6 separate regions of the Mus musculus genome follow, and all the other regions are linked to region 6. Evidence: chromatin contacts called from public ChIA-PET, HiChIP or PLAC-seq and promoter capture Hi-C data. All regions are on one chromosome and are shown on one strand. The core of a region is the stretch at or near the end of the contact, and the rest is flanking DNA. Distances in the headings are between cores, read along the strand shown. Region 1 has its middle 55 kb from the start of Gm40638. Region 2 has its middle 80 kb from the start of Gm40638. Region 3 holds the start of Cd24a (CD24a antigen). Region 4 has its middle 83 kb from the start of 4930431F10Rik. Region 5 has its middle 37 kb from the start of Gm40639. Region 6 holds the start of Atg5 (autophagy related 5).

Region 1 (4,589 bases), core at 557-3,056, 620 kb after region 6:
GTTTTCAAGATAGGCTTCCTTTTGACCCCAGGCAGGTCAGGCAGGCCATATGTTCAAGGGAGCCCTCAATCCCCACTGAGTTGCTCAAGCCTATAGCCCCCAATGCTCTCCTGAGTCTCTACAATCTCCTCTCCTCCCACTTCTCTGATCCCCAAAACATTGTGTGTGCTCTCCGAGCCTTTCTGTTTCCCCCTGTACACAGTCCCGTCCATTGCTTCAAATGCCCTCCTTCATTTTTCCCATAAGAAGCTGAACTAAAGAATATATTAGGTGTGTTCCATGGTACCTAAACCTGTTTCAAAACTGGATTGAGCCATGTAATGAAAAGCAAAAGAACTCTTTCTCTGAGACAATAATTTATTTCTCTCCAGTGAGATGAATAGATCTTATTTCTAAGAGCCTCCAGCTATCTGACTGTGTGACTCACTAGCATTTTACAAGATGTATGAGAATCCTATGTCTTTAAGGTTGAAGATTCATTCCATGGGGAAGATCTTCAGTATCTTCCATGTTATACCAACGCAAGCTAAGTATACTTGACCTACTACATCTGTTCCTCTCATCTATTTGATCAAGTTCATGCTTTTGCTATTATATGCATGGAAGGGCTCTGTTGTATTTTTTATTTAGTAATGCATTCTAGCTCATATGTACATGAGGATTTTTGTTTCAATTGTGACCCTTGATCTGGAACTTTCTATTCTGTGTATAGAGAATGGAGAAATAATTGGGCAAATCGTGGCCAATCTTATAAAAGTTCACAGATGCCTCTTTGAATGCAACAGTTCATAATGATTTAAACGAGACTTTGTGCCCTAACTTTCATCTCAATATATGAGGTGGGTGGTGGGGGAGGGAGGAAGTGGATCGATGGCCAAAACTGAGTTTTGATCCCTGCTCTCACCCGGGCCCTACCCACAAACACCATCTAAAGCAAGACCAGTTGTCAGCACTTCATTCATGAGCATCATTACCAAAATTCCACAATTCACTTATGGTATCAAAGGTTTGTTTTAATGGAAATAATTTATATGGCATCTTCTCTGGGAAGAATCAGAAAGGTCCATTTGCTGTCTTGACTTTGAACATTGTGGTCTGAGTTCAGTTACATGCTTCAGAGTCAAAAGCCTGCTGCAGCCCACACTAAAATGGATGCTACAGATGTCACCCAGAACCCATGGAAACACAGAACTTAGAGTCGGGAAGGAAAGTGAAGAGGGAGGTTTTCTCTTCTGACATCTCTCTAACAACTGTGTCTAACCTGAAAATGTGGCTCCAATCCTTCTCAGAACTATTATTTTCTTTACAGCAAAGTTCTAAAAACTTGGTTTCTTTTGATTTCTCCCCCCCTGGCAGGAAAATGACACATTTGGGGCCAAGGCATTAAAGTGTGGTCTCTTGGGAAAAGGGGGGAGGGCTATTGCTCTCGAGCCCACAAACAGTTGCAGGTGCAAAAAATGTGCACACGAAAAGGGAGGTCTGGTAGAGGCCCTTTTAAAATGTGGCCTTTTAAGTTCAATAAATCTCTTTGCTCTCCCCTTTGTGAGCTGTGTGCGTTCCTCCCACACTCTAATGCACATTTCAGTCTCCAATGTGGCCTCCAGAAGGAATCTCCGTGTTTGTTGTGAAGTTTTCCGTAATTACATAATCATTGAAGTCTGTGAGGTGGCTGAAAAATGCAAACCCGGGGATTACAGTAACATAATTAGGCTGCTTCCTGTAAGAGCCAAGCTTCTCGGGTCAGGCTTTGATTGGCTGCCCTCGGACCCTTCCTTTTCCTCAGTGAATCACAGCTCAATGGGCCTTTCTGCAGGCCAACTGCTGCGAGGCATTTTAACAGCGTGCTTTTTGTGCGCCCTGAATGAGTTCTGTACACACCCTCTGCATCAGTTTGATTAAGAAGGCAGGGGCAGGGGAGCCAGAGGGCTGTGGTTTCTCGGATGCCTTCGTGTCTGTGTGGTGACAGAGCCAATGCTTACTTTGTCTGGGCCGCAGTACCTTGACTCATCTGGTGGTGTCTAGAAGCCTTGAGTCCTGGCTTTGGGGTATTGGTAGCAAGAAAGAGAAGAAAGGGCAGAGAAAAGCTGAGTTTTGCGTGTGTAATGGAATTTGGTAGCTGATGTGCATCATTCATTCTCAGGTGGGTAGGGAAGATGATATATCACAAACAACCCGCCCACAAATAGCTTTCTATTCTAGGCAGTGTCATAACCATAACCCAAACCTAACCCTTTCTATTATGGGCTACATTGGCCCATAGGATCTACTTCCTCCTCTCCTAACCACTCTTGGAAATGGGAAATGATTCTTCTTGAGCTTCTGTGTCCATCTTTCTCCTCCTTTTGATAATCTCAGCGCACATGGAGGCCTCAGAAAAGTATAAAGTCCAGGTAACACTGATTACTTTGAAAATAAGGATAGTCATTTAGGAAACTTAAAAAAAAAAACACTTGATTTGGTGGATTCTTATTAAAAATCATCAATTGCTCATCAGTGGTCCCAAGTCAGGGGAGCAGCTGTCAAGTAAGGGAAGATGACCAGAAGGAAATCTTCCCCTTAATTTAATCCTGCACCAATGAGCAGAATAAGATGTCAGAGTTTTTTGTTTGGAAAAAAAAAATAGTAGAGTAGTTCAAATGGAGACAGACATCTAATTGTCAGGAGCATCCAATGGACTTGATGGCCACAGCATTTCTCTTAAGCAGATAGCTCGTTCATCACAGTGGGTAAAGGCCCAAGTGGGAATGTTCTGAAAGTCTTTCCTCTACTTTGGAAGATTCTCTTGCTCTGTTTTCAAGAACCCTTCAGGTCTTCTCATCCATTCTGTTGGGTTTCCTCGCAGAGAAAATTCCAGTTTCACTAAATATTCTTTCTTTGTGTCTACACTTTCAAAGTCTTAACATAACTGTGTTTCTTGATACACATTTCCTAAGTGAGGGTGTCTTTAGGAAGTGAACAAAGCACTGCAAATTTTGACTGAATCACGTTTTTGAAAATAGTGCTTTGTCCTCCTCTCTGTCAACGCCAAAAACCAAAGCTCTTGCTGATATACAGTACATCTAAACTATCCATGGGGGAGCTAAGCAACCATAAAGAAATGAAAGATTGCCTTTGCTGTATAAGTTGAAACTAGTATAAGAAACTTAGATTATATTAGAATTCTCTTCATTTTAGTTATCTCAAAAATATTTCAGTAGGGCCCTTAAAAGTAAAATAAAACTAAGTTGCTGCAAATATGATTCAGGTTGAAAGGAGACATACTCATGTCAATGCGTGTGTGTGTGTGTGTGTGTGTGTGTGTGTGTGTGTGTGTGTGTATACACTCACACACACAAGGTTTCAGCTCCTCTGAGGTTGCTATACTGAGGATCTTAGGTACTTGCTGTTTTACAGTAGATGTTTTCCACAGAACAGGCTTTTCTACTGGCCAACTTCAAAATTGGCTCCCTGCAGAGAAGTCTGGGTTGAAAGAAGGACAAACAAGACAGAGGCCATGGTCACTTTCAACCCTCTTCTTGGAAGTATTCATTGTCTCTCTCTTCATATTTAACTAGTTAGAAGTAGAGGTGTGTGGCCAGATAAAATCTCTGCTTAGAGGAAGAGAGTTGCACACTTCACAAACACCAGAAGGTAGGGCTCACTGGGAGCATCTTTGATGCCATCTACCACTTATTGTCCACAGAGTTCTCAATTCTTCCTTGCACTCACCTCGAGGCTCTGACTATAATCAGTATGTGAGCCTTCCAGGAGAATCAATAAAAGCCCTTGGTAAAGGGTAGAACTTCAGCTTTCTTCAAGTTATTGAATTATTATTCACTCAGAAGACATGCAACCAATTCTATAGGCATTGGCAAAGATAAGCCATCTGTGCCCAAGTAAAAACCTACTTGATATTAGTTATTACATTACCATCTGCCTCAGAATTAGTTATGTCACCCTAGTGACCTATTGCTAAACAGTAAGGTATCCAAACTTAGCAGCTTAAAATAAATAAGCATTATTTTTATATACAGAGCTCTATGAGTCAGAAATTCAGACGTGCCTGATTAGGGTTCCTACAGTCTCTCAAGAAGCTGTAGTCAAGATGTTGATTAAAGCTGTCATCACCTAAAGGCTTAGTGGAGGCTAAGTATCTACTTATTTGGTGGCCACTCTCCTGTCAGCAAGATACTGGTGAGTCTCTAAAGAGCTTCAGGTCCTTACCACGTGGTCACTCTACCGGATTGTTTTCGTGGGTTCATTATATGGTATCTGACCTTCCCCAGAAAAATGGAACTTAAATTGATTATGAGATGCCCAGGAAATGTTTTAAATCTCAGTTTCGATTCTTCTCTTAATGTTTATCTACCTGGCAGGCACAAGATGGGTGAATTCCAGAGGACTAAATACAACTATTATGTCCCCAAATGATTCAACCAAGAGGGACATGAGACCCCCCCACTGATAGAAGTCAATACATGGGAAGCAGATAGACAGAGTAACAGCAAATCAGAGAGGTGGAGCTACAAGAGAGAGCAGAAGACAGACAGAATAGGTGCTGTTTCATGTGTGAACATTTTCTACCCATGGACACAGAACTCACAGGTGTA
Region 2 (4,198 bases), core at 210-2,709, 590 kb after region 6:
ATCATATGTTCTTTCTTATAAATATCCACAGCACCTTATAGTCAGCAAGTTGCATCTACATACACACATACCACACTAGCACACACACACACACACACACACACACACACACACACACACACACACGAAGACAGATTCATGGTTCATGGCTGTACCTCCTACCATTTTCTATGGAATTTCTATGGAATGCTTAGCCAAACCAAAAAAGAGCTTTCCTACCATATGAAGGTAGAGTCACCTTGGCAGAGCAGAAAGCAGTTTTTAAGGCAGGGTAGCAGGTTCTAGAGGAAGAGCAACAGAACAAGAGCTGTAACCGCAGAAAAAGCTTACCGTTCCTCCTATTAGCATACTTATGAGTGGAAAGACCAAGTCAGGAGCACTCAACAAAGGCGTAAGTGTAGACACACGTATGCTGAGCTTTGGGGCAGCTCTGGGCAAGGGACAGTCCCAGCAGGCCTGGAATCTTGCTATGGTTATCTTTCCACTGCAATTCTTTAGTTCCCTTCTCCTGATGATCTGGCCAGTTTGTCTCCTTTAGAAAGGAATTTAGTTGTGTTTACGTTTGTCTCACGTGTGTAAAACAGGAATGCATCCATCTTGGCACAGGGTAGAGATGATTTAGCTTCAGAGGGGTTTTCTAAACTTGAAGCACTATGTCATGAAGAGGCGGCTTCCTAAAACGTATGCTGCCTAGTTGTGGCCTTCCATACTAAGGGGCTCTGAGCATGCGTGTGGGCACTCCGTCCTCCTCCCAGAACACTATCCACATCATTCTGTTTAAATCTCGTCGAGAGGAGCCATCCTGAGAGTGGCTGCCAGGGGAGCCAGACTCTTGCGTGTTGTCTTCTCTTTCCTCTCCAGAGTTGGTCCCTCGTGTTTAAAGAAAGAGACTCTCAAAGTCAGGAAGCTAGTCAGACATCCAAACTATGTAGTGACGTCGAGGCCTCTGTGAACCGGAAACAGACATGGACTGCATCCCTTTCCGACCCAATCAGTTCCAAACATCGACCTCTAGTGCTTGTGGGGCTTGGCTGTTGGCCCAACCTGTACCCTTTGCAGAGGCAATGTACAGGTCATGGAGGTCACTCTTATTTTTTGTTTTTACTGTTTAAAGAGAGAGTTGGGTGTATAATCTTGGCACTTTTACAGGAGGCTAGTGGAGGAGAAGAAAGAGGAAAAAGTAAGACTGTTTTTAATTCATCAAACCGCTGCTGATTTAGGAATAATAAACACAAGTCTGTTTCCTTGATTGTTTTATAAATAGCAAATATTTGGGTGAGGAATCTGATAAGTGCGCAGACTATAGGGATTGTTTATCAAAATGATGCGTCAGTTAAAAAACAAAACAAAACCAACAACAACCCCCACCCCCAAACCCTTGAGTCTGTCTGTAAGATTCCCTCAGTCTGGTTCCCAAGGTCCTTAGTCATCATTCCCCTGTCCTTTGAACTGGATCAAAGCAACACAGGGCCTCTGAGGGGAAAGATTGGTTCCATTATGCAAAAGGCAATAAGGTAGTGCCCTTCCCAGCAGTTAATAGGCAGGAATGTTGTAAAATACTGTGTGGTTTTCAAATACCAAGGCGGAAGTTTTCTGGTTCACAGTCTCCCTAGTCATCGAGACTGGCCTTCTGGCTTTTTCGGGCGTTTGCCAACTGTTTCCATGTTAGGCAGAGAATCTGCGTCCAAAATTTGGGGGCTGCCTGGTACTTCACTAGGTCAGCTGTATGCACGGATCCCCGGCTGCTGCTTGCCTGGTTCTCGGGTTTCAACAGTACTGAGTTACTGTAAGAACCTCCTGACTTAAGCCACTGACCCAAACATAAAGCAAATTGCATTTAAATGAGCAACGCAGGCCCTGAGGAGAATAGAAGGGAAATGTATAAACTGTGGTCACTCCATTCTTCTGATATTTAAAAATTAAAATGGAAATTTTTTTGCCCATTTGGATTGTGGGGAACTTTTGGGTGGAGACATTTTTCTGAAGCTCCTGCAAGCGGCATATTGATTTTTTTTTAATTATTAGACAACAAAGGGGAAGGTAAGAAGGTGATTGCTTTACGATATTTCTTTATTCAACAAACACTTTTTGAGCATTGGTCATGGCCAAGGTAGAGAGCCAGGTTCCAAGGAGAGAGTAGTAAATGGGAACGATTTGGCTCCAGGAGAGAATGCACTCACTCAGTGTCTCGTGGTTCTCGAGGAGAAGAACCACCTCACGGGGAGAAAAGGAACTGTTCACCCCCAGGGCAGCTCTATTCGTCTCCTACGTGACTGGTTTTCAACCTAGAACCCCAGGAAGCCGAAAGTCACCAAAGCCCATGGCTTTTTCACACTCTGTTTGGTAGTTCCAGATGCACAAGTCCTCCCATACTAAAGTGTAGCCCTCTTTGTTTCTATGCCTGACACAGAGTTAAACAAACCCTCCCCACCTTCCAAAGCACAAACTCCAGCCTCGAAGCAAGATCCACTGCGCCTGGAGACAGTGTTATAATCCTTACCTGTGGGCTCTCTGCATATGACTCCTTCATGAACTTCAAAGTTGCTTCTAATCCAAAAATCAAGAGAGCAGCTGCGGGGCTGCAGCTTGGCTTGGCAGTTAAGACTGTGTACTGCTCTTGCAGAGAAACCAAGTTCAGTTCCAAGGATTCACAGTGGGTCACACACAACTGCATGTAACTCCAGCTCTGGGGGATCCAGCGCTGCTGGCCTATGGTGTTGCCCATACTCATGCGTATACTCTCTCTCACAACCCCAACAATGTAGAAGAAAATAATCTTGAAAATAGAGACAATATCTGGGTTGGTTTTTTTCTTTGTTTGTTTGTTTTGTTTTGTATTGTCTGTAGACAGCATTTCTGTAGTTCAGGCTGGCTTAGAACTTACAGAAATCCTCCTGCCTCAGCCTACCAAGTACTAGGATTACAGCCATAAGCCACCACACCCAATTAAAACTATCTTCTTTCAACCAAATTTATCTCAGAATCCTGGAAGGTTTCAAAGCATCCTTAAAGCAAATTATCAGAGGTGCTTACAGGATGAAAGCCTCAAATGGGTTAATCTTGGACCTGGGGAGGCATAAAACTCCATCAGGTTTTTAGCAGTCAAGGAGAAGAGTCCCTGTCATCTCCCAAAGGCACAGGCACCATGTCTATCACAGATGAGATATAAACAAATAGGAAGACAAGGTGATCTTGCTTTCCTGAAGAAATATTTTACTGTCAGGGATTTGTTACACACAATTCATTCCCTCAAGAAAACAATATAAGTGTGTGTGTGTGTGTGTGTGTGTGTGTGTGTGTGTGTGTGTGTGTCCTTTTGACCAGCTCAAATGAAATGCACTACTACCTCAAAAACCAATTTCACTGGAGTCTCTTTCTGTAAGTCTGACATCATGTTAACTTTACCTAAAGGTCAAAACCACTTTCCAACTATGGAAACCTGTGTTAAAGCTTTACCATAGCTCTCACTTGAGCATTTACTCCTCCAGAGCCTTTGCAAGTGTGTGGATAATTTATGGCTTGTTTTATGGGCAGAGAAACTGAAATGGCTAACCATTAACAGGTTGTGTTTTCCTAAAGTTACCCAGTAGGTAATTAGTAGATTTAAGAAGACAATCCAGGACTGAAAACTTGCAGTTTGTTGGCCTTCCTCTCAGACCTTTATACCCTTGCTAATCCCACAGGCAATGCTATAAGAATATAAGAAACCAATATTGGGGACCTCAGTGGACTATTACCTCATAAAATAGATAGCAGGCCATTGTGATGGGGGGGCCTAATGTCCCTTTGTCTGAATTTGCTTCAATTTAGTGTTGTTAATAAAGCAAGAGAGGAAGCAGTCTGCCCTGTGTCCTTGGCGTTATAGGATGTATCCCCTTCTCTTACACACACACACACACACACACACACACACACACACACCACACACACACACACACACACACACACATACACATGCTAATCATACATGAGTTCCTGATGCTTAAAAACACAGCCTGTCCACCTGGCTCTAGGGGAAGACTTGTATTACCATTGCTTGGATGTCCTCAGAACAAAACAGTATGAGCCCAGGTCAGAAAAGCTTGTGCTCTGTTCCATATTTAGCATCAGAAGTTTGTATTGCTTTGGAATACTCAGGGTCTTAGGTACCAGGTGCACATCAGTAAGAAAAAGATGAACGAACTGACTAGTCAGGGCC
Region 3 (4,605 bases), core at 619-3,118, 690 kb before region 6:
GAACTTGCAGTGAGTGATCTTCCCGCCTGTGCCTTCTTAGAGCTTGGTTTCCAGGCATGCACTATCACAGCTGGTGTACATTAATTGCTTAATAACACATCGGTTACAGTGTCACCATCACCTGCGTTTTACAGAAGAAGCAGCCCCAGCTTTTTGTCCAAAGTAAAAAAGAAAAAAAAAAAAAAAAAAAAAAAAAAAGAATGTCTCATAGCATTTGGGCCGATACCTGGCTCCAGAGGCTGTGTTGTTAACTACGGCACCAACACATTTCCTTAAACTAATACCGAGAGGGAGGGGAGAGAGATCAAGTTGGAGGAAGGAGGGGCAAGAATGGAGAACTGAGGGGCAGAAAAAACAAGCCTAGGGCACAAAACAAAACAAAACCCCCAAACCAAATGGAAGCCAGGAATAACTCCAGGAGTAGCCCCATAGCCTGTTGTCCTGAAGAAACTCTGAAGACGGCGCCCTTGGGGTTAGGCGCTATTGAGTCAGTCCTTGCGCCACCCTGGGAGAGGAGCGCCGCCGTTGCTGGGCACAGAACGACCTTTCTATACAGTGTGCTAACTGTTAAACAGAAAGTTCACTGGCGCTATACAAAAATTCCTGTGCGCCCAAGCACACCTCACACGTGGAAAGTTACTGAGCGGTTGTGGCTGACTTGGTAAGGCTCAGGCAGCCACAAACCAACGACTGTGGAGTCCATTGTCAGCTTGCTGCCATAAAACTTTGTTTTTACGAGGCTGTTCTGCAAAAATTGAAATTTAAACAAATTTCCACCGTTGCTAGGTTTGCTTTGTTTTGCTTTAAGGTCTGTAAAACACGTGGGCTAAACTTTAAATAGGAAGGTCCTAAACCCTGTGATTAAAGATTAGAAAATATTCTACCACTAAGTTGTTTTAAAGTTTGCTTTGAAGTTTTCACAAAAGAAGGTCGAAAGAAAGATTCCACTAAAATGTACAGACGGATGACTAATCTTTCTGAATCGGTTTGTCAAATTACTTAAAGGCAACTATGGGTGGAAATGGCTTGAATAAGAAAGCGTTCGAACGCTGAGCAAGTACTGTGCCACAGAGGCAGAACAAGCACGTCCCCAGAAACGTGGAGAATACTGGGACCGAAACCCAGTCCCTCGCAATGTCCCGCCCCGTGGCCGAGCGCAGCTGGCTGTTGCCTAGGTCCGGTTGGATGCTCCCGGGTATGGCCGGGTGCGCGATGCTTGATGCAGCACTAGAGGAACTCAAAACACAAAGCAAGCAGCCAGGGGCGGCCGCCCAGCCGAGCATACTCACGGCTGGGGCCCGGGATCCTGGCGATCCCTGCCGTGCAGCCGCCAAGGGACAGTGCGTGGCGACGCCCGGTCTCCTCCTCGCCAACCCCGCGCACCACGGCCCGGGGACCTGCCAAGCCTGTCCCGTTCCCCCTTGCAGCCGGCACTTGACAAAAACCAGCCCTGAGCTCCGCGCAGTCTGCGCGGCGCCCGCGGCTTCGACTTTTCGTGTTGGGGGGTAAGATGGCAGGGCCGGGGAAACAAAGGAAACTTGGGCCGGCCGGCGTGTGTGGTTCGTGTGCTCGCCCCAGGTCCCGTGTGGGAGTCGCCTGCGCCTGTGCATGCAGCCTGCCCGGGGAAACCCTAGCTGTGCCAGAGCCCGGGGCGCCCGCCCACCTGCCGCGCTGGCCGCCCCGGGACATCCCAAGTCACCCCGGGCCGGTGCAGGCGGCGGGGGAGGGGCCGTGAGAGCCGCACAGGAGGGTGGGGGTGGGGGCGGGGAGGCGGCGGGGGAGGAGGAGAGCACGGGTGGGCGGGCGCCGCACGTCACGGCTATTGTGGCTGTCCCGGTATATAAGGTCCCGCCGGCCGGCCGCGCTCCCCACCTTGCCTGCGCCCGCGCGAGCTTAGCAGATCTCCACTTACCGAACATCTAGAGAGTCGCGCCGCGCGCCGACGGAGCGGACATGGGCAGAGCGATGGTGGCCAGGCTAGGGCTGGGGTTGCTGCTTCTGGCACTGCTCCTACCCACGCAGGTGAGACCCTGTTCTCGATTGGGCACTGGAGACGCGTCCTGGGGCTTGTGTGTGTGTGTTCGCGCGCGCGTAGGAGGGGCAAAGTCTTTGCCTCCGGCCAGGCACTGGGGTAGGGGGAGAATTTTGTGTAACTGACTTGGGGAACTCGTGGTGTGGATTCCCTCGAGAGAGCGCCCCCTTCCCTTCTCACGGAAGGTCTTCGCGCTCCCTGCGAACCACACAAAGAGAGGGAACGGTCCCCTTCGGGGGAGCGTGGCACACGCCCATCCTCCACCGTCCAAACTGGTTTGGAGATCACCCAGGAAGCCCTGGTTGTGGCTTTATCTCCCACAGGTCTTGAAGCTTAGTTAGGGACCTCCCGACTGCACAAACTCTCGCGGTGCGACCCCACACCTCCATCCCTGGCCACCTTAGGAGCCCCATCCCAACCTAGAATCCCCGGGCATTATAGAGACGGAGGGCAGGACTGTAGTGTCCCGATTCTCCGTCAGGCTTTGTCCTAGTCCACAGACGCTTCCTCTCTTAGATTTGTCCCGGGTACAGATCTTGCCCCCCAACGCCATGGGTGGCGCTGCTCTAGCTGCGTTAGGGTGAAGGCGCCGCGCCCAGAATGAGACCTGGAGCTGAGCCTGAGAGACTGGGACGGGACTCAGAGAATCCGACTGTAGCTTTTCACTGCGGTTGGTTCGCTTAGGGATGTCCCTAGGGCTTTTTGCCCCTGAAAAGTTGGGAGCGCCGGATTTTTGGTCCCTAGAGATCCAGGGTCCGGGCTCACCTGGGAGAGCAGCCCAAGAGCTTGAGGCGCGCTTCGTCTTCCCCTTCTCAGGCAGGGTAACTATACCCCATTGTCTTCTCGCTGCGGGTTGACTGTGCCCCGGGGCCTTTCTCAGTTCACCCGATCCCCCATCTAGGAGGGGCTGGGCATCGTGAAACTGGTTGGTCTCACTCAGATTCCCTTCTCCCCAGGGCGCCCCCCCCCCCCGAAATGTTGAGAGGGAGGTGTTGGTTAAACAAATCAAGGGAGATTGGTGGAGAAAAACTGTTTAATGCCAATTTAATAATTAACGTAAAATTTTGTTGATGGTGTTAGAGAGGACCTCTAGACTCAGACTGAACATTGGGCTCCTTTTTCATCATCATTATTATTATTATTTAGTTTTTTTGTCACCTGCTGTACTAAAAGCTCTTTGTATAAATGAAGAGCGGTTACTTTCCGGTACCCCTAAGACAGGCTCCCTGTTTTAAACAACTTAGCATATTAATGTTTTCCTTTTTGTGTGAATGCCACTTCCCGATAGGACAAGCTCTCTTACACACAGTAGGCACCCAGTAAGTATAATTGACTGGATCAGGTGTGGCTAATCTACTTTGGACACAATTTGCACATTTCTTCAGTCAATATTTGGTTAATGACCTTACGCCTGTAGAACAAAAGGTGCTGATGTGGGAGGGCTTATCAAGGGGCCGCCGAAAGTACGTGTGGCTAGATTCTTTGCTGGGTGCCACGTCGCCCTCTCTCTTGCTTGTAATCGGAAGCTCTAGCAAGCCCTGGCAAACCCTCCTTTCAGTGAGGGCTAAAAACTCGGATCAGCCTTTGTTCCATGACAAAGGAGAGTATCACGTGCCTCGCCGGACTGTGCATTTCACGGCTTGCAAAAGCAGCGGTGAATGTGCCACTAGGTTGCTGGGACACAGGGAAAGCCTTGGTTTCGGTCACAGCGTCTAGTCAGTCACCAGGCAATGAGCTGGTGAAATTTAACTCCAAACCCCGCCTTATGTGAAAGGGAGGATGTTTTAACTGAAATCCTTCTGCCGCAGAGCAAGGAGTCTCCGATATTTATTTGAAATGCAGATTAAATTAATCACTGTTGCTGCTAACCTCTGGCGCTGGCAGTGAAGCCTGGCCCCTGAGCGACATCCCTAGGGTGGCCAGCTCCCAGTTTTCAATTTGAGACATTTTTTTTTTCAGGTTTTGGGAAGGGTTATAATTTCAAGATTTCAAATGAGCAGATAGGATACCCAATGTCCTTTTCAGTTTTAAATGTTAAGATACTTCCTTAAAGCAGGCTGTGTGAAGCCAGAGACTCAGCATATCAGGCCAGGCTGTGTGGTCCAGCAAACTCTTAGATCTCAGTCACCACGCAAGTCACCATGCAGACACACGGCCCCTACGCCTCCCTCCCCCTGTTTTGATTGGTTTTGAGATAAGCCCCACTATGAACTGCTGACTGGGCTGGGTTTTTGTTGTTGTTGTTGACTAGAATTTAGAGAGACCTGCCTGCCTCTGCTTCCTCCTGAGTGCCAAGATTAAAGGTGTATGCCACAATTCTTGGCCACACCCAAATTTTCTTCTCTCTCTCTCTCTCTCTCTCTCTCTCTCTCTCTCTCTCTCTCTCTCTCTCTTTCCAGGAATCAAATCTCATAATAGATGGTTGTAAGCCACCACCATATGGTTTCTGGGATTTGAACTCAGAACCTCTGGAAGAGCAGCCAATGCTCTTAACCTCTGAGCCATCTCTCCAGCCCAGGTTTTATTTTCTTGAGACAGAGTCTAGGCATAAAACCCAGGCTGGCCTTAAGGCC
Region 4 (3,930 bases), core at 104-2,603, 550 kb after region 6:
ACACAGTCTGTAGGACGCAGGGATTATACCAGCTAGAAAAGTGAATGAAAACTGATAGCTCCCTTGACTTCTGTTTGTCAAGGAGATTGTCACTGTTGACAGGGATGGCTGGCCCTGGGGAAAATGGGCAAGATAAAACTTGACAGAAACACTTGGGAGGAAATTTGACACTAGTAAAAACCACAGGTGTGAGTGAAACCACTCAGTAAAAGTTGGGTTGTTTTTCAGGGTCTGATGTTCTACGCAGTTCTAGTTCAAATTTAGAAGTTTGAGTGAACCATGTGGGGATGTTAAAACACAGAAGGCATTCCCCAGAGCCAGCAGAAGCATTGTACAATCACTACTCTCAGGGTACTCTCTAAGCTATTTAGGTTTGCTGAATGCACAAACAGCTCAGTGTTTTTAAGGGAAACACCCTGAAGCAGATAATAACTTGATCTCCGGGCACACTGAGCCCAGGGTTGTGTCCCAGAACCACTGTTTATTAGTTTGACTTCTCATAATTTCATTTTCTATGCCCCGGACTTCTAATTTTAATTGGAGATAATATTTCTATCTGATGGAAAGGATAATTGGAGAATCAAAGGAGACAATGAATGCGTTTAATGTTTGCTATGGTGCCTGGCACGTGGGAAGAGCTTCTTGAATCTTAGATATGGGTTTTATATTGATAGAATCATACAATAGCAACACTAATAAGAACAAACTTTTAAAGCCAAGCCAACATTTTTTTGACATAGGCTCTTACTAAGTAGCCCAGGCTAGCCTTGAAATCTTAAGGGCTGGGATTAAAGATTAGTTTCTTGAAATCTGCACCTGAACAAAGAAGAGATACTCTGATCTCCAAGAAAGATAAATGAAAATCTTCGTTTTTGTTTGTTTGTTTTTTCCTCCTCCCTCCCTCCATTCCTTTCCTTGTCACTCTTGGTTGTTCTCTGATAAGCTCCTTGTACCCTACACCTATGTTTCAGAGCCTGTAAGCAATCTTGAGTACCCTACTGCTGGCTTCTACTGGTCTCCACACTGCCCTTGCTTGAAAGGGATTTATTCACTATGTTCACAAGAGACATGGATCATGGTTCAGAGAGAAAGAGATTGAGAGAGGGAGAGAGAGAGGGAGAGAGAGGGAGAGAGAGAGAGGGAGGGAGAGAGAGAGAGAGAGAGAGAGAGAGAGAGGGAGAGAGAGAGAAAGCATATTGCTTTATTATTTTACAAGCAGGCTTACAATAGCACCCTCTATTTATAAGTAACATTAGGCTCTTTGTTTCTTGCTTACCTCCTTTAGCAGAGTAAGCAAGGCAAAGCAGGCCACTTTCTAGTAGATTGTGAGAAGATAGACAGCAGCATTAGCTTCACTGTGGGTTTGATGTGGAGAACAGAGTCAAAAGGAGATATTCTTGTGGGTTTCTATATGACTGAGAGGCAGCAAAGCTCTTGCTGTGGCAGCCGATTAAAACGAATGACATTCTGATCACCAAATGTTAATAGGTCCAAGTGGAAGTGTGGTGACCAAAGTTGAGTCATAACTTGAAAGGAAACCAGTCTTACCCATGTTTTTTTTTTTTTTTTTTTTTTGTTCTTTAGTGAAGACCCTTACTAAGCTCTTTGAAGACCATGGCTTTCTACAAAGGAGCAGCACAGCTACCGTTGGTCACAGCAAGTGGCTCTTCACACTCTTCAGTCTGAACAAGAACCAGTTATGAGAAGCTAGGGTTTTACTTACTTTTGGTGTGGTTAGCATTGGTGGGAAGGCAACTTACTGGTCTCTCCATTTATTAACATCATTGATCTTTGGGGTTTTCTATTGTTGGTCTGGCTAGCTTGGTTAAGGCTAACATCCTTTTGCCACGGAGAGTCTTGCAAAGTTCCTCCTCATCTGGCCTGTGGCTGAGCGAGGGGCTCTTCTGAGCCTCTTTGAAACCTATTTGGAACATTCCTAAACAGCAAAACTTAGACTGTTAAGTGATTTTTTTTTAGGGTACTTAATTATGGAGACCTCTGTCCTAATGCTTGAATTTGCATCTTTGTCCTCGATTTTTTTTCTTTAGGGGAACTCTAATATCTATTCCAGAATAGATATTCAACTTGGATTGATTATAATTGGGGAGGGATTGGATTTTATCTGGAACATGAAATAAACAATTCCTAACACTTCTTTATCAAAAACTACACAAAAGAGTGTTCATATTTTCATGTCAGAACAAACCTGTTACTCTAAAGTTTTGATATTATTTCTCAAAATTTTCATACCTGCTATTGTTCATATGTAAAGAAGCACCCAATGTTCTGTTTCAGTTAGTCTGCAGAGTGAAACAACATTTATAACACCCACTTTCATTGTTTATTAGAAAGTTAAAAGCCACAGTTCAGTGTAGGATGGGAAACAAGGAATTGTCTCTGAGTTCCTCTGTGGAGCTTCTGGCTTGTGCCCTCACAGCTCAGAAGCACTTCTCATCCTTCATATAGAGACTATTCTGTTTAGAAGTTGGTAAGTACACGTGTAGCTGCTTCTTTCCAGGAATACTTACTCCTTTCTTGCCACTCTCCAGACAGTAAGCTAATTTCTCAGAGTGAAACACAAGGAAACACCACCACTCAGTACACCCTGCATGCTTTCTACTGTGAGAAGGTATACCAGAAGCCAGCCTCCAGAGATCTGCTGAGCACAGTCTTTAAACGAGGTGACAGCTCATTGACCACTCTTTACATGGAACAAGATTTTCATTCCAATAGCTGAAATTTCTAAGAGCAACAAAACACAGCTAATATTCTCACTTTCCTATTTGAAGACACCTGCAATTCTCCATACACTTATGAGAAATCTGTGTGATAGAAGTTCACCTCTACAATTTACAAGAGGAAAAAAAGAAGTGGACTTTCTCATGACGTGAGCTTCCAAAATTATCATCTCATAACCAAGAAGAATACAGTCAATATAGAAGCTCATAGTAGTGGGGGAAACAGAGGCCCAACTGGCTATCTTTTGTCACCAAATGAAGCTTCTAGTACTGAGATTGGGTTACATCTAATTGAATTGTTGGCCAAAGGGATCCTATGGCACCCCCAAACAGCACAGGCTTTTGGCAAGACTATAGTCGGTTTTCCACAAACAGACAGCAAGTTCCCATGATGAAGACAATATCTACACAACTCATTGAACATGGAGAAGTTGACCTTGTACCTACATAAAGCCCTCACTGTTAAGTTTTAGCATCTTAGGTATAAGAAGGTACTATGTGCATGACCAAAAGAGATATGTAAACACTAAACCAGCTACAAACCTTTTCATCTACAATGGTGTCCTGCCTACAAGATAAACTAGGGCAATGGTAGCATCAAACTTATGGAAGTGACCAACCACCATCAGATTTGAATTAAGTCCCAATCCACAAGATTGGCCCCATACCTCATATTTCTTGAATGGCCAAGAACCAGAGACCAGACAGCTCAGGAACCAAGGTTAAAACCAAATACTAATGATAACAAACAAACAAAAACAAAAAGCATAGCAATAAGATGACCACCAATGACATTTTGTTGTACTCATAGATCAGTGACTTACTCAGCCATCATCAGAGAAGCTTCCTCCTGCCCCAGATGGAAGAAAATAGAGACCCACAGCCAGATACTATGCAGAGAGTGGGAGATCTCAGATGGCTTGGCCCCAAACAGTATCCCTCCATCAAATCTCTTCCCCTCAGGGCATGGAAGAGGAGGCAGAAAGGGTGTAACAGCCAGAGGGGATGGAGGATACCAAGAAAGCAAGACCTTTTAAATCAACATGACCAGTGCATCTATGAACTCGCAGAGACTGAGGCAGCAAGCACAGGGCCTGCACTGGTCTGCACCAGGCCCTCTGAATATTTTCTATGGCTTCCAGCTTAGTGTGTGTATGGGTTTCTGAGTGTGAAAAGCGGGTCTGTGCTTCCT
Region 5 (4,495 bases), core at 1,183-3,682, 720 kb after region 6:
ACCCATGTCCACCATGGTTTAGGACCCATTTTCCAGAGAGAGAAATCTACTCTACTCATGCAGAGAACTCTAGTCTTAGAGCAAGAAGTTCAGCAGGACACAGAGACGGTTTCATGGTCTCTGGAGTCATGCAAACTGGGACCACTTCCAGAACAGAACAAACTCATAGGATTCTTGGAGTACATCATTATGGATTCCATGGGAAGGAGGACTCTTTCTGTCAGACTACTCTGAAGGGATAATTTTAAAAGCCACTGTCAAATATAAATGGATGTGAAGTTGCCTGATAAGCCTAAAGAGCAGAGGCACATTTGCAGTCTTTAAACTAAGAATGTAACTCATTCTTTACCATCCTTAAGAGGAAATATGTCCAGGGGAACTACCCTAACTGGAGATGTTTGATGATCCCAGCTCTGTGTAAATCCATTTGCAGCCAGTGCACAAAGGAAAGCCTGGTGCAGAAGCTCACTCCTCTGATCCATCACCGAGGAGGCTAAGGCAAGAGAGTCTCCCTGTGCTCCAGGCCAGCCTGGAAAGGATACTGAGTCCAAAGCTACCCTTGGCCAAGTAAACCCTGTAAACAAACAAAAATAGAAAAACAGACAAAAAACCCCACTTCACATGACATGTAGTTTTGAAGCATAAGGATATCCCGTGCAGGGTGTTGAATAGTATAATTCATGCCATAGTCCTCGTAGCCCATGGATAACATCAGGACGGGTGCAACAAAACACTGGCCTGCAGGACCTCTGTGACCCAACACTACAATAGGTAGAAGACAGAGAGGATTGGAACTTAGGAACCCCAGCCTACTCACCAAACCCTCAGAGTCCCTGGGAATTACTCTTGAAAAAGTCGAGGGAACAACTAACTCATTGGTTGAACTCTAGAGTTCTTCCCTCCCAGGCTTCGAAGGAAGCCCAGAGCTCCATAGTAGTAAACTGAGCTTCTGAGTCCCAGGTCTCTGGAGGTAGAACTCTAGTCTACATTGTCCCCAGAGCCTGCTGACCTTCTACCTTTCTATCGGCCTTTAGTTCAGGGCAATGATGTAACCTCCCAGAGAGGATTAAAGTTAAATGAGAAAAAGAAAGTGGAGACTAGATGGGCAACAGTCATAAACTCCAAAGGGCTCAGGAGAAGGAGTTTGGCCAGTAGGAACTCATGTTATTGGACTTATTACACTGTCAAAATTGCCTTTTTCTGTGTCCGTTTCTTCCAGTAGGCATTGAGCCAGTCTTCCAATGAAGGGAGAACCTGGGTTTTATTTTGTTTCCATTTTATTCTCAGAACAAAGCACAGTGCCTCTCAAGACACGTTACCTAATAAAGGAAAGAGTAATTAATGCCAGGCACAGGGTCAAACAGAGTTAGTCCAGTAAAGACAATTCAAAGGGCTTTAGATGGAGATGTCCTGTGAATGAAACAAGCAAGAGTTCAAGTCTAGAGGGCAGACTGAGGCAATACAAAGCTAAGCTAAGCTCCAAATAAATCCCAGGCTTTCCCTTCTGATTCTGACTCTGTTCATCTCTCTCTTGGGAGGATGGACAAACTGCTCAGTTATTCCAAATTTATCAAAGAGTGGTTTATTACATCAACCTCACTAGCAGCTTCATGAGAAGATTAAATAAGATATTTAAAAAGTCACCTCTAGCTGCAGGTATAACTCAGCAGCAGAACGCATGCCTAACATGCATGAGGTTCAAGCCCCCACTACCAAAAGGTTAAATTGTGCTAGCTCCTGCCTGCACTCAGCAAGTTGCTGCTATTAAAGAAAGGAAGGAAGAAGCAGATTCTGTAATTCCGATAGCTAATAAGCATCATCCAATGTTGGGGAGGTCTGAGACCAGAGATAAGAATCTAGTCTCCAAAATGAGCAAGCCAATGATGATAGACCTGGTAGAGACTAAAATTGCAAGCCAAGGAGTGAAGATCCAGGCAAAGGATCTTTTATGCCAGGCATGGAAGGCTTAGAGGAGAGAGTATGGTTTGAACGTGTTCCAAGAACTTTCGAAGGCTGGGGGGCCTTCCGTGCCTTAAAGTAGAGCTGCTCACGGTGAGTAGGCAGGCATGAGCTCATCTGAGGCTAATAGGTGCACCTGGCAAGAGCAGGGATGAGAAGGGATGTGAAGCCAGACAGCTCATGACAGCTACACAGAAGGTGGTCAATAAATAGCTGTTGATAATTTACTCTCATCATTAGAACCACTGTGCCAAGGTGCTGTGAGCCATAAGCCTTCATTTGACTACAAGACTCTTGCTTGAATTAGGCAAAATTGATCATCTTAGTTGTATGGTCTTATTCAGAAGCTCTGGAGTGAAGAGTGCTTCCTAAATGACTCCTCTCGTCTCATTTAGGGAGTCTGGCTTCTCTTCTGGAATGTGTCATTCAGCTGCAACCAGTCACGTAGGAAGCAGCACCTTTGACAGCCTGGCAGCAATCTTCTGTGACTGAAATGTGACTCACGTTGGACATTGTTAGAATGGGTCTGGAGTCCCTCTCTCCTGAGCCACCCCCTCTTGCTAAGGTAGTATAGTAATTGGGCTCGCAGATCAAGTAGTGACTCTGAGATTCTCCAGCTCCCACCAACTGTTGCTCGAGCATGCAGCCTTTGAAGGTCAGTTGAGCTGTTTTGTTTTGCTTTTTTTTTTTTTTTTTTTTTTGCTTTTTTTCCCTTTTTTCTCTTCTGAGTAACGAATCTGTTTCTGAGCAGGAGCACAACAGGCCTCGTGCAGAATACAAAGTTTTCTTGTAAAAATGTCAGTTGCAATAAAGGGAATCTGGAGCCAGCCTGGCAGCCTGGGGGCTGTTATAGGGATGAAGTCAGAGCCTCAGCTTGTGTCTACATGACACCAAACATCCAGTTAAAAAGTGAAAAACTCAAGCAGCCGTCCAGATGTTTTGTCTGCCGGATGCCAAGCACCCTGATGTTTTCAACTATCCAGATGTTTGGCATCAGGCAGCCCAATAACCAAAATCTGGAACCATGTAGGTGTTTGGTATCTTGTAGACACAGCCTTGGATGGTAAAGCAAAGGCTAGGACGTTGGACTTCATTCCCCCGACCCCCAACGCCCCCCCAGGAGCTAAGAACCTGTGGAGACTTCCTGAGACTGGATGAAAGTATTCTGTTTTAAAAGTGGAAAGGGCTTAGAGTCAAGCAGATAGGTGAGCAAGAGTTTCCCAGCAGAATGGATACACAGAAAGGAAGCAACAACAAACCATACTTTAGTTCAAATGGCTCAACTGGCCAATCTAACTGTTAGGATGCCCATTCTTTAACTACTTGGGAGTGGGGTTGGTCAAGGCGTTCTGATGCTAATCAAACCAGATTCTGCCAGGCAGTGGTGGCACACACCTTTAATCCCAGCACTTGGGAGGCAGAGGCAGGCAAATTTCTGAGTTCGAGGCCAGTCTGGTCTACAGAGTGAATTCCAGGACAGCCAGGGCTACACAGAGAAACCCTGTCTCAAAAAAACAAAAAAAAAAAAAAACAAAAAAAAAACAAAAAAAAAAAACAAAAAACAAAAAACAAAACACCAAAAACAAACAAAAAAACAACCAGATTCTACTTCAAGCCAGTGATCCTGAGCTTTCAGGAGAACTTCTGACCATCTCTTCTGTTTTCATGACCTGTTGGACTATGGAAAACTTAAATCATGAAAAATAACATATAAGGAGGGAGAGAGAGAGAGAGAGCACGCACATGCGCAGGGAAGTTTGAAAACACCACAAGATAAAAGGAACAATAAGGCCACCGTAATGACAGGGATGAAGCAGAGTCATGCGACAGAAGAGAACCTGCACATCTGTGCTTTTTCTTCTTTATAACTTCGTCAAGAAAACAGGAAAAACAGTGTGCACAAACCACAAGTGGAAAATTTTGTTTTTCTGTTCCAATTTTGGTAGTAGAATCCAGTAGGAAGAAAAGCGACCACTCTGATTGTCTTCTATAGGCTTGCAATATACAATTCATCATTGTCTCGTGCATCCTATGATTGTGAGTTAGTCGTTATTACTCACTGTGATGGAGGGGAATTCCTCTCCTACCACATCTGCCGTTCTGACTTTGCAGTAGAGGCTAGTGTCTGCCCGGCCCTTTTCCACTCCTGGATTCCACATTATCCTTCTCTCTTACGGGATGGCTCCTTCTCTTTGGCATTTTGTTACCAAAACTTGAATCAAACATTTTAAACTTTTATTGTGACAATGATAATGACAGTGAGGGCAAACAACTCCAATTAGTCTGTCAATACCATCATTGTTGAATTAATCTGGAGATTAGCAATAGCCAATATACACATAATTTGGTCTCCTTAAAGGAGACAGACATCTGCTTTCCTTGGCAACAGTCTGTTTCCAGGCCTTTACTTGATACCATGTGCGTGCCTAACCCCTGTTTCCAACAATGGCTTTTATCCTTGAGGTTTGGTAGTATAGTTAATTGATGCCTTTATCTTTACATGAGAGATGCCAGCTCACATCAAAAAAAAAAAAAA
Region 6 (4,104 bases), core at 184-2,683:
ACTGAAAATAAATGACTATTGTATGCTCAGCCATAAAAGGGACACCATCTCCTCCAAGGCTCAAGGAACCTCACAAAAGAAAGGTGTCAAACTCATGGGACAAGAGCAAGATCACTACAACAAAGTTTGAGGCAAATTTGGAGCAAGTTTTATTAAGTACTGGCCAGGACGTGGACACTGGTACAAGGTCCACACCCAGGATAACCAGAGAATGGCACCAAATTACATTAGGTGGAGCCTTATGAAGGCCAACCCAGCTTCTCCTCAACAGAAGTCTGACAAGACCCTCTTGGGTTTCTTCAGGTAACACTGCCTTTATTTAGATTCATGGCTCTAGCCAGGCTCTGCCGCTGCTGACAGAGCAAAGTGTCGTGGCAGAAATTCCAGTAGAGAAATTGAAGCAGAAGGATGGTAAATTCAAGGTCAGATCGGAGGATGGGGGTTAAAGAGTATCCATGATTATACATAGAGTTTGAGGTCAGTCAGCGTTGCACGAGAGCTTGTCTCAAACCCAAAAAAGGAGGAAGAAAGGAAAGAAAAAAAAAGGCTGGAGAAATACCTACAGATCAGTGTAGTTAAGAGTTAATTGTGCTCACTGATCTCGCAAAAGACTAAAATCATTTCCAGTGCCTGCACTGGGTGCCTCACAACTGCCTGTAACTGCAGCTCCCGGGGCTCCATTTACCATCTCTTAGGATCTAGTTGGACACCTCATCCTCTCCGGGTGGGGGAAGGAAAGAGAAGAGTAAGAGGGGAGAAGAGAAGGAGGAAGAGAAGGTGGAGGAGGACGAGGAGGAGGGTGTTAAAATGTTTGGTGAGTGAAGACCCAGATCAAGTACTCTTTACGTTTTGTTTTATTTTCAAAGCAATAAGAGTAGGAAAGGTACTCTTAGAGGTGAGGGAGGTTTTGGTACTTTTACCAACTGGGGTTAAATACAGCCACTAATGCCTACTGTGGTCCTACAGGAGTGGGGAGGTTCTACCGAGCAAATGAATGTGGTTTACCTTGAAAGCCGGGTGTGGTGGCTCACGTCTGCAGTTCTAGCACTTGGGAGACTGAGGAACACGAGATACCTAGTTAAGTCCCAGACTTGCAGCTTGATACCCCTGTCCTGACTCTAACCCAACTAAATTAAACCATCCCAACCACCCTTAAAAGTAAGGTTTTTACAATACTGTTTTGTGAGGAAGAGAAAAATGCTGCTACCACGGCAGCCGATGTCTCAGGATCCTTTATTTCTCTGTTCTTCCACAACTGTCACACTGACAACCGGGAACACCAACGACTGCGTTCTGTCCATCCAAGAAGAAAACCGGCAAACTCGTTCCGAGTTCAGGCGCTCCCTGTGTGTCTGCGCACGCTCAGGAGCAACTCAGGTCTTGCCAGGTTGGGCCGCGCTCGGAGGGCGGAGCGCTTGCCACGTGGTCTTGGTGACGTCATCTCCGGGCGCCGAGGGTGACTGGACCTACGGTGGGCGCCCGGCGCTGCGGTTCACTCTGGTTCCGAGGGCGGAAGTGCCCGTCGGGCTGTTTTCTGACCCGGGCGGCAGCACTGTGCGGCTGCGCGCGCACTGGGACTTCTGCTCCTGCGCCTCTGCAGGACAGTGTGATCCCGGCAGACAGAACCCGACCGAGCGGCTTTCGCGCTGCGGGAAGCCGGAGCAGAGCCGGCACCTCGGGTAGGGCTCATGTGTGTCCCGGGCGTGGAAGTGTGGGGCGGGAGTGGGACCGGGCAGGGGCAGGGGCTGCGGGCGAGCGGCCCGTGTAAAGAGCGCACCCGGAGGGATGGCGGGGGAGGCGGTGCCGCTGGGCGGAGGTGGGGTTGGCGAGACACCGGCCCGGGAGCCCTTGGGCAGTCTAGCTGTCCCTTTGGGTAGTTAGTATGTCAGTTCCTTACTAAGGTAGGAAATGTAGCATCGAGTCTGGAGCTCAAGTTAAGGACTTGCATTTTATTTAAATCGTAATTGTTTCGGTGCTTTTTGATTCTATCTAAACGCAGACTGTTTCTCTTCGATGCAGTTCTTTGAGTCTCAGTTTAATTTTAGTACTTAATACTAACAAATGCATTTTTCTGTTAGTAGAACACTTTCGTTTATTTAGTTACTTTGTTGAAATTGCTCTCAAAGAATATAAACTTGAGGAACCTAAGAATCTGGGTGGCATGTAGGTTTTTCTCCCAAAGCATGTAGCATTGTTTTCACTGAGAAAGCATAGCAAGTCTTCACTAGTCAGAACCCCAGGAGCAGTTGACTATCTAAAGCCTTCTAGAATTCACCTGATAAGTATCTTGGGTCCTTGATACCGAGTATTTGAGTCAGATGCAAATATTCTGACTTCATTAAAATTATTGTTTGAATTGAAATTTGAGAACAAGAACATTGGCTTTATGGTAGTTGTCTTGGCAGGTGAGAATGTTACACTAAGTTTAATTGTACTTTGAGCCCAGTTTTGTGGCCTGTACCTTTAATTCCAGCAGTGGAGGTGGGGTGAAGGCAGGAAAATCAGGAGTTTAAGGCCAGCCTTGGCTATTTAGTGAGTTTGCTGCAATCCTAGAGGGCATGGTACTCTTTGCAACACACAGACAACATCCTCCAAAGCCCAAAAACAACCTAGCATTTTTTGGCCCTGCATTGGATCTTGAGCAGCACAAAACCAAACTATAACCCGAAAACAAAACAAACCCCAACTGTGATTGCCCACGTTTCTAATCCTTGTGCTAGAGAAGCTGAGGAAGGAAGGTTGCTTTGGGTTGGAGGCCAGCCTGTACTACAGAGCAAGACTCTTGTCTCCGAAAAGAACACACAAACACACACACACAGCTTTAATCCCGGTCTGCATAGTGAGTTTTAGACTAATCAGAGTGACACAGTGAGCACCTGTCCCAAGGGGAAAAAAGTATTTTCCAGGTGATAGAAAGTTCTAGAAAAAGGATAAGCCAATGAAATGGAATGGGTAGGGGTGGTGGTGTGCATGGGAGATCTAGTGCTGTTCACAGAAAAGGTATGTGAGTGAGGCTAAGCTACATGGAAAGGCCATTGGAGCATACTAGCCAATTCCAGGGGCAAATAGGAGTGCTTAGAGATGAGACAAGGTCATTGTGGGACTTTGTAAAGACTTATTTTTTTTTTCCATTTTAATCATAAAGTGACCAGGTTTTGCCTGCATATCCATATGCCCATCATATTTATGCCTAGTGCCCATCAAGGAGTCTGCTAGAACTAGAGGTACTGAAGGATGTGAACCACCATGTGGGACTGAGAGTCAAACCCATGTGCTCTGCAAGTGCAGCCGGAATTCTTTACTGCTGAACCATCTATTTTTTACTTTTACTTTTTTTTTTTTTTTGAGACAGGGTCTCATTCTGTGGCCTTGTATCAGGCTGGACTTGAACTCATAGCTATCTGCTTGCCTCTGCCTTCTGAGGGCTGGGATTAAAAGTTCAGATTCCTTCCTTCCACCCTTCCTTTTCTTTCCTCCCCAACTCACTCCTTCGTCTCTTTGTCTCTCTGTCTCTGTACAGGATTTCTTTGTGTATTCCTGACTGTTCTGGAACTTGCTCTATAGACCAGGCTGGCATTGAACTCAGAGATCCACTTGCCTCTGCCTCCCAGAGCTGAGATTAAAAGCCTATACCACCACCACCTGGCTCTACTTTTAACTGTCTCTTTTACTGTTTTTTTTCAAATTGGTTTCTCGAAACAAGGTTTCTCAGTGTAACAGCCCTGGATGTCATGGACCTTGCCTTGTTGACCAGGCTAGCCTTGAACTCACAGAGATTGTCCCAAGCAAGAAGGTAGATACACATAGTATACAAAAGTTATATTTTATTACATAGTATACAAAAGTTATATTTTATTACATAGTATACAAAAGTTATATTTTATTACGCTGAGGGTCATTACACAAGGTTCACATTTAAATTCCTAACTATGGTCCTAAGCCTATCTTCACCAAAGCTGCTCACCTGTTCCACCTATCTTAGCTGAAAGTCAGGTCCAGTCTCTAACAGAAGTTTCTGATTGAACAGTCAGCATCCTTGGGGAGACTCTACAGCCACCAAACAGATCACAGTGGCATCTCTCCAGAATTACAGAGCAGAGCATT

The links. Promoter capture Hi-C pulls out the DNA fragments that hold promoters and counts their contacts. ChIA-PET counts read pairs in DNA pulled down with a chosen protein or histone mark. HiChIP or PLAC-seq counts read pairs in DNA pulled down with a chosen protein or histone mark.
Region 1: an H3K4me3 HiChIP or PLAC-seq map of embryonic basal ganglia shows a contact between it and region 6, with 6 times the contacts expected there. The contact joins the enhancer-like site here to the promoter of Atg5 in region 6. A contact is called at or near these places in 12 of 39 promoter capture datasets (the 3T3-L1 cell line, 3T3-L1-derived adipocytes, the C10 cell line and 7 more), 1 of 484 Hi-C or Micro-C datasets (bone marrow-derived macrophages), 7 of 115 datasets of contacts at active chromatin or transcription factors (acute myeloid leukemia, astrocytes, bone marrow-derived macrophages and 3 more) and 1 of 9 other capture datasets (liver).
Region 2: a contact with region 6 is called in a promoter capture Hi-C map of stem cell-derived epiblast-like cells, with 3 times the contacts expected there. The contact joins the enhancer-like site here to the promoter of Atg5 in region 6. A contact is called at or near these places in 13 of 39 promoter capture datasets (the 3T3-L1 cell line, cranial neural crest, embryonic stem cells and 8 more), 1 of 484 Hi-C or Micro-C datasets (bone marrow-derived macrophages), 7 of 115 datasets of contacts at active chromatin or transcription factors (bone marrow-derived macrophages, embryonic forebrain, embryonic stem cells and 2 more) and 2 of 9 other capture datasets (embryonic stem cells and liver).
Region 3: a contact with region 6 is called in an H3K27ac HiChIP or PLAC-seq map of embryonic stem cells, with 7 times the contacts expected there. The contact joins the promoter of Cd24a here to the promoter of Atg5 in region 6. A contact is called at or near these places in 2 of 39 promoter capture datasets (embryonic stem cells and stem cell-derived epiblast-like cells), 4 of 484 Hi-C or Micro-C datasets (all in embryonic stem cells), 12 of 115 datasets of contacts at active chromatin or transcription factors (T-cell acute lymphoblastic leukemia, astrocytes, bone marrow-derived macrophages and 5 more) and 3 of 9 other capture datasets (adipose tissue, embryonic stem cells and liver).
Region 4: a contact with region 6 is called in an RNA polymerase II ChIA-PET map of effector CD8 T cells, with 8 read pairs. The contact joins the enhancer-like site here to the promoter of Atg5 in region 6. A contact is called at or near these places in 8 of 39 promoter capture datasets (the 3T3-L1 cell line, embryonic stem cells, liver and 3 more), 8 of 115 datasets of contacts at active chromatin or transcription factors (the 230-238 cell line, CD8 T cells, bone marrow-derived macrophages and 4 more) and 1 of 9 other capture datasets (liver).
Region 5: an H3K4me3 HiChIP or PLAC-seq map of embryonic limb bud shows a contact between it and region 6, with 3 times the contacts expected there. The contact joins the enhancer-like site here to the promoter of Atg5 in region 6. A contact is called at or near these places in 15 of 39 promoter capture datasets (the 3T3-L1 cell line, the C10 cell line, embryonic stem cells and 8 more), 2 of 484 Hi-C or Micro-C datasets (bone marrow-derived macrophages and nephron progenitors), 19 of 115 datasets of contacts at active chromatin or transcription factors (the 230-238 cell line, T-cell acute lymphoblastic leukemia, acute myeloid leukemia and 13 more) and 2 of 9 other capture datasets (adipose tissue and liver).

What each region holds. Positions count from the first base shown.
Region 1 is chr10:44,885,680-44,890,268 of GRCm38.p6, forward strand. No RefSeq gene overlaps it. Among named protein-coding and RNA genes, the nearest start is that of Gm40638, 55 kb to the right of the region's middle. Within about 2 kb of position 1,807, at least 56 of the 459 cell types and tissues checked have an H3K27ac peak or open chromatin away from gene starts, as enhancers often do. A contact at or near this core is called in astrocytes, embryonic basal ganglia and trophoblast stem cells, where this site is marked.
Region 2 is chr10:44,860,877-44,865,074 of GRCm38.p6, forward strand. No RefSeq gene overlaps it. Among named protein-coding and RNA genes, the nearest start is that of Gm40638, 80 kb to the right of the region's middle. Within about 2 kb of position 1,460, at least 38 of the 459 cell types and tissues checked have an H3K27ac peak or open chromatin away from gene starts, as enhancers often do.
Region 3 is chr10:43,577,301-43,581,905 of GRCm38.p6, forward strand. It overlaps Cd24a (CD24a antigen), which reads left to right and starts at 1,869. Exons shown (of 2, transcript NM_009846.2): 1 at 1,869-2,022. The coding sequence starts at 1,954.
Region 4 is chr10:44,820,403-44,824,332 of GRCm38.p6, forward strand. No RefSeq gene overlaps it. Among named protein-coding and RNA genes, the nearest start is that of 4930431F10Rik, 83 kb to the left of the region's middle. Within about 2 kb of position 1,354, at least 13 of the 459 cell types and tissues checked have an H3K27ac peak or open chromatin away from gene starts, as enhancers often do. A contact at or near this core is called in CD8 T cells and effector CD8 T cells, where this site is marked.
Region 5 is chr10:44,984,974-44,989,468 of GRCm38.p6, forward strand. No RefSeq gene overlaps it. Among named protein-coding and RNA genes, the nearest start is that of Gm40639, 37 kb to the right of the region's middle. Within about 2 kb of position 2,433, at least 17 of the 459 cell types and tissues checked have an H3K27ac peak or open chromatin away from gene starts, as enhancers often do. A contact at or near this core is called in embryonic limb bud, where this site is marked.
Region 6 is chr10:44,266,906-44,271,009 of GRCm38.p6, forward strand. It overlaps Atg5 (autophagy related 5), which reads left to right and starts at 1,434. Exons shown (of 8, transcript NM_053069.6): 1 at 1,434-1,679. It overlaps Gm40637 (a long non-coding RNA gene), which reads right to left and starts at 1,297. Exons shown (of 2, transcript XR_871625.2): 1 at 1,208-1,297; 2 at 837-1,056.